2 separate regions of the Zea mays genome follow, and region 1 is linked to region 2. The links are chromatin contacts, called in public Hi-C maps. All regions are on one chromosome and are shown on one strand. Each heading gives the region's core, a stretch centred on a gene start, on an enhancer-like site or on the middle of the called end of the contact. The rest is flanking DNA. Distances are from core to core; before and after follow the strand shown.

The links. A called contact is a pair of places that touch in the nucleus more often than the background predicts.
Region 1: a Hi-C map of ear shows a contact between it and region 2, with 3 times the contacts expected there. The contact joins the enhancer-like site here to the promoter of LOC100282912 in region 2. A contact is called at or near these places in 2 of 25 Hi-C or Micro-C datasets (ear and leaf).

Annotation. Positions count from the first base shown.
Region 1 is chr6:7,382,415-7,387,079 of Zm-B73-REFERENCE-NAM-5.0, forward strand. No RefSeq gene overlaps it. Among protein-coding and RNA genes, the nearest start is that of LOC100382671, 21 kb to the left of the region's middle. Within about 2 kb of position 1,612, at least 11 of the 20 cell types and tissues checked have an H3K27ac peak or open chromatin away from gene starts, as enhancers often do. A contact at or near this core is called in ear and leaf, where this site is marked.
Region 2 is chr6:7,633,857-7,639,136 of Zm-B73-REFERENCE-NAM-5.0, forward strand. LOC100282912 reads left to right here and starts at 2,427. Exons shown (of 10, transcript NM_001155818.1): 1 at 2,427-2,549; 2 at 2,750-2,972; 3 at 3,268-3,346; 4 at 3,837-3,935; 5 at 4,037-4,150; 6 at 4,561-4,718. The coding sequence starts at 2,872.

The DNA of each region.
Region 1 (4,665 bases), core at 362-2,861, 250 kb before region 2:
AGAGAGAATACAATGCAATGCAATGCAATGCAATGCAAAGCAAAGCAGTTGGAAAAAGGTGTGGCATTTCCGAGCCGAGTATAGGATAGCGATGTGTGGGGATGAAGGTCAGGGACTGCCGCAGCAGGAATCAAGACAGGATTGCATCTGCAGGCAAGCCGGTGGTGGAATTGAATTGAAGGCTGGAGCTGGGCTGCAGCCTGCAGGAAGAAAAGGGGCCGGCGGGGGGGTCCCAGTCCCAGTCCAGCGGCCGGCACTGAATCGAATGCCTGACCCGGCGCCCTAGCTAGCTAGCTTCTTGCATCGGAGTGCGAGCGCAAAGCGCATGTATATGCATGCATTCATGCAGAGGGGAGGGGAGAGCTTTCTTTCTTCGGTCCTTCTTGTTCTTGATTGAGAGCACTACTCGCCACCGCTTGCATTGCATCGTCTCCCTCCTCGTCCCGTCCTGCGTGCGTCCGCATGGCATGGCTGAATACATACATACATACATACCTCTGCCATTACGCTTTTCAGGCACATGCTAAGTAGTAGCAGCAGATGATACATCTCATCTCATAAAGAAAACATAGTTAACACCACCCGCTTTCCCGGTGTCCTGTCCTGCGCTGCTCGCGTGCGTACAAGGTTGCATTCTATCAGCAGTATCAGCGCTAGCGACTGATGATGTATCAGCTGGACCATGCTGCATATATATGTTCCTCAATCCTCATGCAACCTCTGAATAATCTGAACAGAGAGCTTCACCATTATTAATTGCACGCTCATCGTCAGTCTTTGTTTAATCTGCACAGGAACCTGACGATCTAGCTTTTCTGGGTGGCATGCATGGCATATTTGTCCATTGAACCGGTAGATACCTGAAAGGCAGATGAAAGGCACTGCTCATATGTATGCAGCAGTAGCATGTGTTCTTCACCTCAGTGCAGCGCACGCAGGTGCTTGCAGAGAGGAGGCCACATCGTGTCGTCCATGCATGTCAAAAGTGAGGAGGACGGCTGCTCGATGGTGCGGTCAAGTACAGTACTAGTACTGCTACAGCTAGCCCTAGCCAGGACTGCAGCAGAGTGAATAATGATACTTCAATACATGCATACTGAACACTGATGAATAGCTAGATAGTAGTATTCCCTCCTTTCCAGATTATAAGTAGGTTTTCGAGGTATGCATGATAGTGTGTGTCGTGCATGTGATGGATATAGATTAGCAAACCAAAAGACCAGCTACCTGCTCATCAACTTGGCTTCCTGCTAACTAACGAGCAAAACGCATCCATTATACATCAGCCTCAGCTCAGCTGCTCAACTGATGGATGATGATGAGAATGTGATCGAGAGCCCTGCCTTTGCCTACAGTAGCTACAACTACAGTACCTGTTGATTTTGGTCTTGGTCCCAAGATGGGGTCGTCCAACAAACTTTGAATCTGCAGACATACCTAGCTAGTTAGGAGCGAGTAGCTATATGTGAACATGTGGTTGATATGCGCGTGGTTGGTTGATGTGTTCGTGGGAATCAGGCTCGCGTCGGCACGGGTGACCAGCGAAGCTCTCTCCTAGCATCTCTGTGCGTGCAGGTGGAAGTGGTAGAAAATAACTAGGTTGTACTCGTGCATGCAGACTACGCTCAGCCGGTACAGGCCACCAATCATATGCATGCACACGGTCAACGCGCGTGACGAGCCTGGACGTGGCCAAGCGGACAACCAATCAGGCCGTATATGTTTACGGTGAGGCTGGCTCCAACAAGGCCCCCTAAAGGGTTCTCTACCCTAAATATAGAGGACCAAATGGTCCTCTACGCTCTCCAGCAACGTCCTTTAAACGGTTCTTTAAATTTAGAGGACGCTGCTGGATTCTCTATATATAAAGTTTCTCTAAACGGTCCTCTATCCATTTGACTACTTTAAATAACCGGTTTAGCAAAACTAAAATATGTATAATACATTTGAGAGTATGATAAATACGTATGTATAAAAAATAAAATTAAAAAATATCTTTTATATGGGTATTTGAGTATAGAGGACGTGATTTAGAGGACGTTGTTGGAGAGAAATGAGATATAGAGGATGAAATTTTTTAGAGTAGACTGTAAAGGACAGATATAGAAGATGAATATAGAGGACGTTGTTGAGTGATTGTCAATGTGGCAGATTTAAAAATCAGCCATAAAACATATGCATGTCAGCGCTTCATCTTCAGCTGTCTCATCGTTACTGTGCTATTATTATGTTGTGGATTGGACTCAGCCCCGACCCGCGGGTCTCGCTTTCACCTCCGTGCCAGCCCACGAGGCCCGCTACAAATGTAGCCCAAAAACGGCCGCGGACAGACAGTCAAATAGACGCAGAGAAATATGGGTTCGGTTCTCAGCTTTTGTGCTTGTGAACTCACTTTCTGGTATTATTCATTCGTTATTGCAATTTGTAACTCAACAAAAAACAATGTTCTAAATCTGAAACTGTTGATCAATATTTGTAGCACTGGGCACAGATGGACGGAGGTCCATAGCCGCGGATGATCCACGAATAGATCGAATCAGACGGTTAAAGCTTCTAGCTCACGTGTTTAGTCCTCTAATCCCACAAAAACGCTTAGGAACGGGTCTATACCTTCCCCTTATATATTTGAAGAGGTACGACCGATTAAACAACCAACAATTAATCAAACAATCAATATATCTTTAGTAACATAGATCTCATCCTCTAATCTTCACCTCTCTAATAGTGTGTTTGGTTTGAGGAATGAAGTAATCCATCTTCTTCTCACTCATCACTTTTTTATTTGGTTTGTGGAATAGAATGAGTTGATCCATCATCATCTCATTCCTCATAAGCTAATAATTAGTATATAAATGAGGAGTGAGTTGATTCCACCAAAATTGATGGAATGAACCTATGATGCATCACCTCATGAAGCATAGAGTGACTCCACAAACCAAACACACCATAAGATTCTATGTCGTTTAGAGACGTCTTGGGTGGCCTGCGGATCCCAAGACAAGCCCTAGGATCTCTCCTCCCGACAGGGTCCCTCTCGGGAGCGAGATCTAGGTGCTCTTGGTGAAATCCGTCGCCTCTGCACATGCCCGGACCGTTCTGCCATCAGGCACAAACTATCCGGCCCGTCGGACAGAAACACTAGCTTTTGTACCAGGTCGCGGACCGTCCACGCCTCCTCCGCAGAAAGCACCTTCGCCGGTATCCATCATGGACTCGTGGTGATTGGCGACTATAACGACGCCAACAGAGAAACATTGCAGTTTTTTTGGACAAAACAAAAAAAGATATGGAGGACGGACGTGCAGGGAAGGGGCAGGCCCACGTGGGTGTCATGGGTATTCATTGAATACCCAAGTTTTTGGTGATCTAAGTAATTTTGTCAATAATGTATTAGACAAAATAGTTTTAGAGCACTAATTTCTTTAATCTTTTTGTTGACACCTTTTTCGGGTGCCAAACACTCAACAAGAACCGGCGGCGGTGCTCTCTGCACAGGCGCGGACGGTCCGCGACCAGGGACCGGACGGTCCGCGACCTGGAGCAGGGGCAAAGGTTCCCTGCCTGACGGCCGGACGGTCCGCGCGTGCGCAGGGGGTGGCGAAGGTCGCCGGCGGCGCCTGGATCTCGCTCCCGGGAGGGACCCCGTCGGGGAGGAGAGATCCTACGTGTTGTCTAGGCTCGGCAGGCCGACCTAGACTCCTCTAATCGACGTAGAGTCGAAGAGAGGCGGAGAATTTGGAGATTGAGAGGCTAAACTAGAACTAGACTAGAACTATTCCTAATGCGTAAGGTAAAAACGAGAAATAGACTTGATTTGTTCGATTGATGGGGGGTTCAATCGGCCGTAGCCCTTCATCTATATAAAGGGGGAGGTCTGGATCCGTTTCCAACTGTTTCCCGAGTTAATCCCGCGGTTTTAGGCAACAAATCCCGCGAGAAACTAGGAACCCTAACTGACTCTGCGCGCGCGGACCGTCCGGCCTCAGGGCCGGACCGTCCGCAAGGCTCATTTTAGCCTTCAACATATGCCCCCCTGCCTTTTGGTGAAGGTTGACGAACCAAAAGCATATGAACTAAACCTGATGTAAGTCATCGGCTTTTCAAAATAGAGATCATTCAATAAAGCACCAATGTATAAAGGTCGTTTTGGATTGTATCTTTCTCGGCCATGACCATTTCATTAATGGATCAAAATGAATAGAATGGAGGTGCCCTCCAGCCTGGATAGACAAAGGGACTATACATGTACCATGCATTCATCACCATGTTATTCCACATTTGGGTAGGACAATATACCGACGATGAATAAACGGGTGGAAAGTACCCTGGTCTCATAGGATGAACAGACGATGCTTGTCGCGTCGCCTTTTGGGCCATTTTGTTCGGCCGTTTCGTTTTAGTAGGTGACCGGGGTTTCTTTGTTGACCGATCACGTGGAATGGTCTTTTTGCTAGCATTTTTGGAGAGCAACTGATCAACAGTAGAGTCAGCTTTGATCAGTCGACCATTTGTACTTCGCTGTTGTGTCTCCTTCCCTTTTAAGGTTTTGTGTGGAGGCTAACGCCTTTGGGCATAGGCGGACTGTCCGGCAGTTAGCCGAACCGTCTATCTGAACACCGGACCTTCCGCTCGTAGGTGCCAGATCGTCCGTGATGCTCAGGACAG
Region 2 (5,280 bases), core at 1,177-3,676:
GTGTCGGGCCATCCCGTTAGCCCGTCGATCTATTTAATTAAATCAGCGTAACGACGCCCGACACGGGCTAGATGCACGTTAACCACAACTATGGCACAGGCATGTCATGCTGCTCTGCTAACTGTGTCGGGCTAGCCCGTTAGGGCCATCGATCTATTTAATTAAATCATCATAAAATGTTAAAAACCGGTGCACGAGGTGGGGTTCGAACCCATGCCCTGATGGAAGAAGGGTGGGAGACAATAGGTGAAACTGTCTAGCCAGTAGAACATCATGCTAAGATGTTTTTAATAATGAATATAAATTGTATATAGGTATATACGTTTTTTGTAAAATAAAAAAATAATTGTGCCGGGTTGGGCCAGCACTATGGGCCGATACTACAGCCCAATCATGGCACGACGTTCTTTGCTCTTGCAAGCATTAGGTCGTTTCTGAGACCACATTGGTGCAATGGACTACATGGTGTTTGAGGTTGCTGAATTGGATGGAACAGCAATGATTTGTCACACTAACAGCAAAATGAAAGGTTATTTGTTGGTTTTAAACGTTAGTAATTTCTACGAAGTAGCGTAATTTATATGGAGCACGTCCAGTTTTTGTTGATGCCTGACTTTAGCAATCACTCCATATTTTGATCTATCTTTTTTATAAGTTTGACTTCATGAGACTTATTTAATAAACATGATCTCACAAACTTTCTCTTATTTGGCCTCTATATGATGGAATTATATCATTTTATAATCTCTGCTCATTCAGTCAATCGTTGTGAACTCTCTTCTAATCGTTCACTTCATTGGCCGTGTTGTACCAAGACATATTTGTATGAAGTAAACAATAACATCAGTTAGCCAAATCAAAAAATATATTATACAGAGAATGGAGACAATCAATAAAAAATCTTGAAATTTTTTTGATCGACTAGTAGTTTAGAAAAAGGCAGAAACGACTTGCTGCGGCCGTGAGCGGTGAGCCGAAGGGGGCAGCCTGAAACTTCTGGGCCCACGGTAACGACGGCCCTCATGCCAGAGTTGGTGCTGGGCCGAAAGCCGCATTGTTTGAGGCCCATAAAATGAATTTGGGGTTTAAAATTGTAAATCGACGTTACATATTGGTTCTCAGCTCGTTATTTACATCATTTAATAAACAAAAAGGTTGGAGATAGATCGATATATAGAAGACGCAATGAAATATATTTTTTGACCACGGCATCACCTGTTTACATATGATGATGATGATACCGTAGCATTAATTCCTCGGGCAGAGAAAGGTTGCTGCACCATTCTGACCTCCTTAATGAACCAGCATACCTGACAAGTACTCCAATTCCATGGCCTGTCATTGTTGATGTCAGGTGATTTTACTGACAGTACTACACAACCGTCTCAGTGTCTGTCTGGAGTCAGTCTTTTTTACCATTGGCCGGTGATCATCGTCAGTAGTGCTCTGCTGCCGCTAGTATCACTGCATATCAGGCTGGCTGTTATCATCTGGCAAGCCATGAAGTGACAATCTTACTGACAGCTCTCTTTCTTTCTTGTTTTCTCGGTACTAATCCATTTCACACAGATCTTGCAGCATCGAGCAATACAATCTACACCGACAAGTGTCAAACAAGTACTAGCATGACTTGACTAATGGTGGACTAAAGTGGCTCGGCTAGCCGGTCGTACATGTGTTTTCTTCACTACCAATCCAATCTGGAACTGGTAGTAGCAACGTCAACGACTCAATTTAGAGACGACTCCTCCTAGTGCCACTGAAAACCTCACAATTCACACGACTCCTAACCACACATCACTTCCACGTGGGCTCACGCGCGCCGGGCCCCCACCAGCCAGCGTCCCAAACCCGCGTGTCCGCGCACGCCGCCAAAAGCAGTCGCGCCCAGGCTAGCACTAGCGCGGCGCCGGGCCAGGCCAACCCACGTGCCGCCCCCGCGGGCCACTCGCCGCTGGGCCCAGGGCCCTCCACCCCAACCCCACACCACCACCCACCGGACGCGTCGGTCGGCCCCACGTGGAGGGTACACGCCGTGTCGGGCGGCGTGGACCTGGTGGGGCCCAGCGGTGAGCGGAACGCACACGCCGCTCCCCTCCTCCCTCCTTTCTCCTCTGCTGTGCTGCCTGCCCCGCTCGCCTTTTTTTTGGTTGCCCCGCGTTGTTTTGCGCATAGGACCCTGTGCTTTTTCCATATACTTCGGTAATGGAGCGGTTCCAGATGGTCGTCGGTCAACTTTTCCATCCCCAGCCTCCCTGCTGCAGGCGCCGGTGAATGGATGGACCGAGCTCGGACTCGATTCTTTTTACCGGCAGGTCAATTGGTACCGACAAGCCCACACCAGAAATGTTCAGGGTGTAATCTGCAAACAAAAAGACAAGACATGTCCTTTCCTTAATCCCTACTCGCTTCCAGACTGCCCCCTCCTCGAGCCCTCGCCCGCGTTCGCCCCCGGCTGGGATCACCGCGCGTTTGCCGGCGCCATGGCCGTCGCAGTCGCCGTCGCCAGCCAAAATCCACTAGCAGCGCGTAACCTCCTGCCGATCTAGGTTGGTGCGCGCTACCGCTTCCCTCCCCTTCTGCTCCCCGTCGACGCCATCTCCTCAGCCCCAGATTGCATCTCCCTCTTCTTCCTCTGGTTCTTTCGGCCCGGGCAGAATGCCTCTTTTTTTTCTTCTTCTTCTTACTCGCAGGCTGCGGGCTTATGCTCGAAGGCGCGATCTTTACGCTCGGAGTGGCTTCGTTTCAGGAGACGGGGGATTTCTTCTCGCCCTTTTCCTCGCCTTGCGGCTGCGGAATACCGGGGCCGGCCTGGATTTGCTCGAGAGTGAGAGGAAGGCGTAACAGTGTGAAGGAGGCGCGGGGGACAATATGGCTGCGGAAATGGTGAAAGCGGCGACGAGCGACAAGCTCAAGGAGATGGATTGGGCAAAGAACATCGAAATCTGCGAGCTCGTGGCGCAGGATCCTGGGTATGCTTGCCATCCCCCCTCCTGTTTTTTTTCCCTTTCGGAACCATTGGTTACCGAGTAGCATTGCAACTTTTGCTGGCTGAAGCCTGTGACGATGAATTCGCCCTTACCGTCACGATTTCTTTCCGGAGAATCGATCTGGGAGCGATATCAGTTTCTCGTTGCCAGTTGGCTATGATTTTTTTTCTTGTTGCACATAAGTCGTGGCTCGTGGGTTGCCATTTGGAAAAGGGTGGGTTTTTTTTTGTTCACTTGAATGATGTGTTGATTTTCTGTTTCCTGTCACTGCCACCAGGAAAGCGAAGGATGTGATCAAGTCTGTAAAGAAGTGTATAGGGAGCAGGAGCAAGACCACTCAACTCTTTGCTGTTATGGTGAGTTGTTTTCACAGAAGCAGCCCTCCTGGATCCTGATTCCACCATCAACTATTCAACTGGCGCGCTATAGTTATCTAGATGACTATGATAGACACAGGAACATATTTGTTCTTTATTTGATCATGGATCATAGACATGTAAAGAAGGAATGGCGACCTGTACTTTTTGCTCACGCAGCCACCCACAATGGAAAAGTCGACGAAGGAAAAAAGAGCCACTCTTGCTAATGTTTACTGCTCATTTGATGTAAAAGGGGGCATGGAAGTACTTCACACGTTTTCTTGTCTGCTGGGATGATTCTTTGCTTTATTTATGTCTTGATTTTTTTAAACTCTTATTTTAGGTCTTGGTCCTGATGTCACTGTACCTAAATGGCCTATCATTTCTCATATGTTTTTAAATTAATTAGCTCACATTACATAATGTGCGAATGTGTTTTTATGGTTAAGCTATAGTCTTGATTCAGATTCACTTCTATTTGATTCAGCTATTGGAGATGCTTCTGAATAATTGCGGAGAGCCTGTCCATAGGCAGGTCATTGATAATGGCCTTCTTCCAATACTTGTGAAGATAGTGAAGAAAAAGGTAACTTATTTTTCACTGAATTTATTATGGCAATTGTGAAACCTGTTCTCATTTGGAACTTCACCAATTGGTCTTGACGTAACACACTATCTTGGTTGCAGACGGATTTACCAGTTCGAGAAAAAATATTTCTTCTGTTAGATGCAACACAAACATCCCTTGGTGGAGCTAAAGCAAGGTTCCCTCAGTACTATGAGGCATACTATGAGTTGGTGGTAGGTATCATATTTGCAGCTGAGAATTTTCCTTGATTCCCTTTGTTTATTCCCATGTATTTGTGTTGAGAATTTTGGTAGCGCTATGTTTAACTGTTGGTGCATTTATTCCTTTTACTAGATGTTTTTTTCCTGCTCAACTGAAACACATGTGCAAATTGTTTGTCAATTTATTTATAAATATGTGAAGACTCATAAAAATGTTGTACATACTTCTGTGGTGCTGTTGTTTGCTTGGTGGTTGCAAGATTTATTCCTTAACCACTTCTATGGCTCCAATATCTGCAGCACATTCCTTCTCTTGAACATATTATTTTGTTGTTAGCTTACAATAGAAAGTAGCTGTTTTTGGTTCTTGCAGTGTTTATTATGATATATAGCTGAAGCTATCATTTATCTTGCCTCCATAGTCTGCTGGTGTGCAATTTTCAAATCGGCCAAATGTTCTTGTCACACGAGCAGAAGTGCCAGTCCCAGAAACGAGAACAGAACCAAATAATGAAAGTTTATCGACCCGTTTGACTGAAGCTCAACAGGAAGTGCACACTCAGCCTGTTCCTGATGCAAGGTACTTTCTTGGCATTGAAATGCTAATCTTGAACTGTGTGGTACATTTCAATCATCTCGAGTTTTTTTTTTTTTTGAAATTTTGGTGCCTCTATTCCTTTTGGTTTGTATGTCCTGTTATTGTTGCAAGGTTAACTAGCCTATTAACATCCTAACATGTCAAAAAGTTTGTACTGCTCATTCTTTTCTTTTTTTTGGTCAATAGATTTTTGGCGAACATGCCTTGATGCTACATTGCTAATTTGCTATGAGTCACTATGATGATATATTGCATGCGGCAATGCCATGTGGTTGAATAACCATTAGCACGCAGTTTGTTTTAGCTTTTGATTTACTTTTGCAATTGCAGTGTCACTTGGTAATGTTATGTGTTGTTTTCTTTTTTTCTATTCCATGATATTTATACATCATCATACATCTCTTCTGGGTGGAACCTATGACATGATGACCTCAGGATGCCATAGTTAGCATCTGTGATGCACTGATACCTTTCATTATTGATTTAATACTTAGAATAATATAACTGGATCTGGATGCGGCAAATTTTGCCTCGTCTTTATGGA